Linked DNA regions of Lactuca sativa: region 2 is linked to region 1. A link is a contact called in public Hi-C data. All regions are on one chromosome and are shown on one strand. The core of a region is the stretch at or near the end of the contact, and the rest is flanking DNA. Distances in the headings are between cores, read along the strand shown.

The links. A called contact is a pair of places that touch in the nucleus more often than the background predicts.
Region 2: a contact with region 1 is called in a Hi-C map of leaf, with 8 times the contacts expected there. The contact joins the promoter of LOC111884393 here to the promoter of LOC111884353 in region 1. A contact is called at or near these places in 2 of 4 Hi-C or Micro-C datasets (leaf and seed).

What each region holds. Positions count from the first base shown.
Region 1 is chr3:47,369,673-47,372,600 of Lsat_Salinas_v11, reverse strand. It overlaps LOC111884353 (delta(24)-sterol reductase), which reads left to right and starts at 1,542. Exons shown (of 1, transcript XM_023880661.1): 1 at 1,542-2,928. The coding sequence starts at 1,682.
Region 2 is chr3:47,532,063-47,534,990 of Lsat_Salinas_v11, reverse strand. It overlaps LOC111884393 (protein COFACTOR ASSEMBLY OF COMPLEX C SUBUNIT B CCB3, chloroplastic), which reads left to right and starts at 1,383. Exons shown (of 4, transcript XM_052769243.1): 1 at 1,383-1,549; 2 at 1,696-1,754; 3 at 2,349-2,479. The coding sequence starts at 1,519. It overlaps LOC111884352 (pentatricopeptide repeat-containing protein At1g09220, mitochondrial), which reads left to right. Exons shown (of 1, transcript XM_023880659.3): 1 at 1-179.

The DNA of each region.
Region 1 (2,928 bases), core at 293-2,792:
CGTGGAGTATCGTACTATTCTCAAATATCGACTCATGATTCCCATTTTCCCAGCTGACGAGATATGTCATGTGTGTCGCAAGGCATGTTTGGACTCTTTTGGAGAGCATGTAGTTCACTATAAAGAACTCCCGGGGTTCAAATACAGACACGATATGGTTAGGGATGTTTTATTTGACATATTTAAGCGTGTCGGGATTTCTGCTAAGAAAGAGGCACCTGTTAATTTCTTGACTGACCCGACAGAAGGAAGGTCAACCCTCAGACCAGCTGACATTTTGATTTTTGGATAGGTCGGAGGGAAACACGCATGTGTGGATCTTACAAGGGTATCCCCTCTCGTGGGCTTGAGGGCTAGGGGTTTCACAGCGGGACATGCTGCTTTAAAAGCAGCCACAGGCAAAGTCACCAAACATGAGAGATCGTTCCTGGAAAATCAACACGTGTTCATACCATTTGCATTTGATATGTTTGGTTTCCTTGCACCGGATGCGGTAGAGCTTCTTAAAAGAGTACAACGAATCATGCATAGTAATGTTATATCCCCTAGATCTTCGGATGTAGTCCTTAAAAGAATTAGCTTTACCATTCAAAAAGGCTTAGCGGCACAGCTTGTTGCCCGTTTGCCATCTCACTCATTGTACGATGACAATTAATTTCTAATAGATAAAAAGATATATTCCATGTTAAAACTAATTTGAATAAGAATAATTACTTTATACATACCTTGTTAATTTTACATAACATATACTTGAAAAGTGCTGAAAATCAAACCTTAAAAGTGCTCAAAGTCAAACCTTGACATATTACAGAAATCATAAATCTATTAAATAGAATTTAATTCTTGAAAGTGCTCAAATAGATCTGAAACAGCTAAATATATGTGATGTGATGAAGAATTGCTGAAATTGAATATCAAAGTACAAAAACTAACTCTATTTGTTGAAAATTGATGATCTGCTAAAATTCGATCATAATTTTATGATAACTTGTTGATGTTGATATATGTGATTTGATGAAGCATATTTTTTGAAAATTGACATATATCTTATTATCATTTCTAGATGAGGAAGAAAATGGTTGAAGAATGTAAAGATGAAGTTGCAGAACACTAAAAACGTGATTTTGACAATTGCAGTTTTGATAACATATGATAATTGATCGATCAACGAAAAAATTTGATCTCATAACAGCGATTTTGATATATGCTATAAGATCCTGGATACTTGGTCGAAGATTTGAAGATTGAGTGCGATGAAGATCTGATTTCGTTGACTAAGGTAGTAGTTTTGGTACAAGAACCGATTATGATATCTTTAACCTAACAACGACTAACATGTCCCTAATTAGCTAATCAGGCACATTAATTAGCCTTAATCACATTTTTTTAAGAACCATAGGATCAGTTTTCATCAAAGGCTTGTCCTCTTGTCTCACAAAATAGTAATGGTCTCAAATGAACATATATATATATATATATATATATATATATATATATATATATATATATATATATATATATATATATATATTACACGAAGTTTGAGGCATTCTAATTTCTACACTCCTCAAGAGTGTGAATTGCAACATACCCCTCAAGAGTGTGAACATCAATGAGTACCCTTCTTCAAAGTGTGTTATTTTAGTGTCGTGTTAGAGTGACAAGATCTTGATATCCCAGAATGTCGAATCACGAGACTCCACTGGTAAGACCAAAGAGGAAGAAGGTGTGGGTCGATTATCTGATCCAATTCCGATGGGTTGGGGTCATATTTCTTGTACTTCCAATGTCTCTTATATTGGACATGTTCATATATCTTGACCAAGTTATATCACAACGGAAGTCTTACAAGCAGCTCCAAAAGGAACACAACAAAAACGTCATAAAAGTCATCAAAAGGTTGAAGGAAAGGAACCCCTCGAAAGACGGTCTTGTCTGTACAGCCCGAAAGCCCTGGGTTACAGTAGGCATGCGAAATGTCGACTACAAGCGAGCTATGCGCTTTGAAGTCGACCTTTCAGACTTTCGTAACATTCTTGCAATCGACCATGATAGAATGATTGCAACATGTGAGCCGTTAGTGAAGATGGGTCAGATTACAAGGGCCACTGTACCAATGAATCTTGCACTTGCAGTTGTCCCAGAGCTCGAAGATCTTACGGTTGGTGGACTCATCAATGGCAGCGGACTCGAGGGAAGCTCGCATTTGTACGGGCTTTTCTCTGATATAGTCGTTGCTTATGAGATCATTCTTGCAGATGGGCGGGTTGTTCGTGCTACAAAAGATAACGAGTATTCTGATCTATTTTACGCGATTCCATGGTCTCAAGGCACCCTGGGTTTGCTTACTTGTGCTGAAATCAAGCTTATACCCATCAAAGAATACATGAAGGTAACATACAAACCTGTACGAGGTAACATAAGTGATCTCACAAAGGGATACATCGACTCTTTTGCTCCTGAATTTGGAGATACCGATACCGAAAAAGTTCCAGATTTTGTCGAAACTTTGATCTACAATCCTCATGAAGCTGTTTGCATGACGGGCAAGTACGCCTCCAAGGAAGAAGCGAAGATGAACTGGACCAAGATCAACTACATCGGTTTGTGGTTTAAGCCATGGTTCTACCAACACGCTCAGACAGCACTCAAGAAAGGCGAATTCATTGACTACATACCGATTCGAGAGTATTATCATAGACATACTCGAAGTTATTTCTGGGAATCGAAGCTGATCCTTCCATTTGCTGATCAATTGTGGTTCCGACTCCTCCTTGGTTGGACGATGCCACCAAAAATCCCTCTCCTAAAAGTCGCCCAAACCGAAGCCATGCACAACTATTATCACGACATGCATGTCCTTCAAGATTTACTTGTCCCTCTTTACAAGGTTTCTGACGCTTTAGAGTGGGCACATAGTGAAATGGA
Region 2 (2,928 bases), core at 134-2,633, 160 kb before region 1:
TTACTTATGAGGTTTGAACCTATGGAGAATATACATTGGAGCTGAAATTTGTTCGTATATTTATGCGGATTGGTGATTGTGTTGGTGTGGGAAATTATTAGTCTTGGTTTGTTTGCAAGCCCCACTAACGAGACATTCAGGGAAGCAAACGATGAATGATTCAATGAAATTATTTCGTATGTTGTGTGTTTTTTGAGCATTTTTGAGAAGCAAAATTTTGGCGTATTTTGATCCAAATATTGTAATTGTACACGAGGTTTCATACCCGTTAATGAAATAAAATTGGCCCAATGAGACTTTGGCCTATTTTGGTCCAAATATTTTGAAGTATTTTATTTCACTCGATTATAAATTGGACTTCCAACTCAAATTCTTGAGGTTTCATAACCGTTAATCGTTATAAAGAGAAACCTATACTATACAATATACATACAAAGATCCAGGCTACACTGCTACAACCTACAGAAGGACATAACCAAGCCAAGAAATAACCAAGAAAAGGGCCCATATAATGAAATAAAATTGGCCCAACGAGTGGACAAACTATAACTATTTGTGCACCTATAACCAGAGGTGCACATTAACCGCCTGTTTTAATCTGTTTCGGTTTTTTTATAAAACATGTATGTTTTCTTGTTATCGGCTTTGGTTAAAATTTGTTTGTTTCTTTCGGTTTTTTGATGTGAAATTAAGTTTAAAAAATCGGTTGTTTTTGGTTAAAAACCAGTTCTGTTGGAAAAAACGGTTTGCAATATGTTAAAATTTATATCAAATTATCGGTTCGGTTTTAGTTGAATCATTATTATTTTTTTTAAACAGGTTTATTATTATTATTTTTTTTTTCATTTTTCGTTTTTTTAAACCAGTTGTGTTTGTGCACCTCTACCTCTAACTACAATCATTAAGCCATACAATAAAGGTCGATGAACAACAAATAGCATCATGTAGTGCCCTCCCTCTTTGAGGTCGAGGGTTAGTGGAATTAATGTTTCCCTCTTCTTATTAATGTTTCCATCATTTAAGTGAACTAACTCTCTTTCAAAAAGAGTAGTCTTGTACTCCAAAATTGCAACACGTTTCCATTATGTTCAGTTAATCATTGCCTAATCATTCCATGCCAATAACCACAATTTTCCCCAAATAATGATTCTTAAATACAATATACCTAAATTACATAGAAAGTTTTTGTATGTTTCAAAGGGTTTATCATTTATGTAACTCTTATTTATATGGCTTCTACATGGCAAAAAATATAGGGGTATCCATGTTTCTATACGTAAAAAAGCATTACCTAAAGAATCGAGGGTATTTAGGTAATTATACGTGCTGTCAACTTCACAGGCTATATTAGTGGATGAAAAGTTGAAAACATGCCTAAATTACTTTTTTTCTTTTATCACAATTCTTTGTTCGGTTCATGTAAAATCCCGGACGGACTAGACCGTTCAAAACCAGGATAACCTTCTCTTCTATTTCTAGAAGGAAGTTCTATCATACCTTCTTCCCAATTTAGCTTCAATGGCTGCATCTTGTTCAATTCAGAGCAAATGTACAGTTTTTATACTTAATTCAGTAGCTAGGGCTCGCGTTTTACCTACATATGTCTAAATTCAAGCATTGTTTGGGCAAATTCATCTTTTGATTAACATATCGACTCATGATCTGCTGTTTTCTTTTCTCCTTGCAATTTTGCAGGTTATGCAGCACCACTACACCTAATTTCGACCTCAGGCGGATCAAATTTATTCGTTCCTGTAAGCTAATTCTCCGTCTCATCTTTCTTTTACTAGGCAGCAAATGCTCTTGTATATCTGTTCGTTTAATTCTGCTTTGATCGTTTCCCTTTTTTCATGTTGAATAAATGTCCAAATGCAGATTTCTCTTCGTTTATGCGTGTTCATATATACTAGAATGGATCCATTAGTCCAATTCGTTACTAAAATTTGTCAAATATAATTGACTAGGTGAGAGCCTTAAGGGAACATGAAACTGTTAGGTTAATTCGTCGCTTGTGGAAATCATGGCTTTGCGTAATCGAACCACAAGAGAAATGGACATGTTGCATAAAAGGGATGTTTATTATTCAGTATTGAACAGAAAACCACTTTTATATTTGTTTTTTTTTTCATATAGATCAATCAAATACTGTATGAGATTCATAATTTACATGTAGTTGACATAGTTGAAGTTCAAGTTCAAGTCATTAGCATATATTAGCTTCTTACATGTTTCTGAGAAGTTTCCTCGTGTTCTATGCCCATTTCAATTTAGTGATTAATGTGAAGAACTCTTATGAGATCTTTACATTTGAAAGTCGAAACACTCATGTTTTCTCTCTTGTGTTTCAGAAATCCGTATGCCCAACAAAAAGAAAACCAAATCAGCAAGTCCAAAGATATCGAGCATGTTGCCTTTTAGAAGTTGCAGTTCCTAGCATTGATATTCCCTTATCAGCTTCAATCAACTTGACAGATCCCATGTATGTAAACCTTCCTTTCCCCCTTCTTTTTTACTTTTAATTATTACTCCCTCCATCCTGTGGAATTTCAGAACTTGGAAGTTAAACCATACACATATACATATTCCAGATGAAATTTTTGACTATTAATTAAATGTCTAAAATACCCTTCAATTACTACAAATAGCGACAATCTTAGCTTTAGCTTTGATGTTATGGAATTAATGTAAATCTTGTATGGAGGGAGTACTTTTATGGGTAAAATAGAGAAAATCACTTGAACTTTTACTACATTATCAATTAAGCCACATAATTATTTTCTGTACATATCAAACCATCAAACATTTTTTACTGTTAAAAAAAAACAAATCTTCCTGGTACCCGTTTTGGAAAAAGGGTAAGATATAAAAATTATAGTTCAAGGGCTAAATCAAGAGGAATATACTACGTAATAGTTTAGACGCTACATC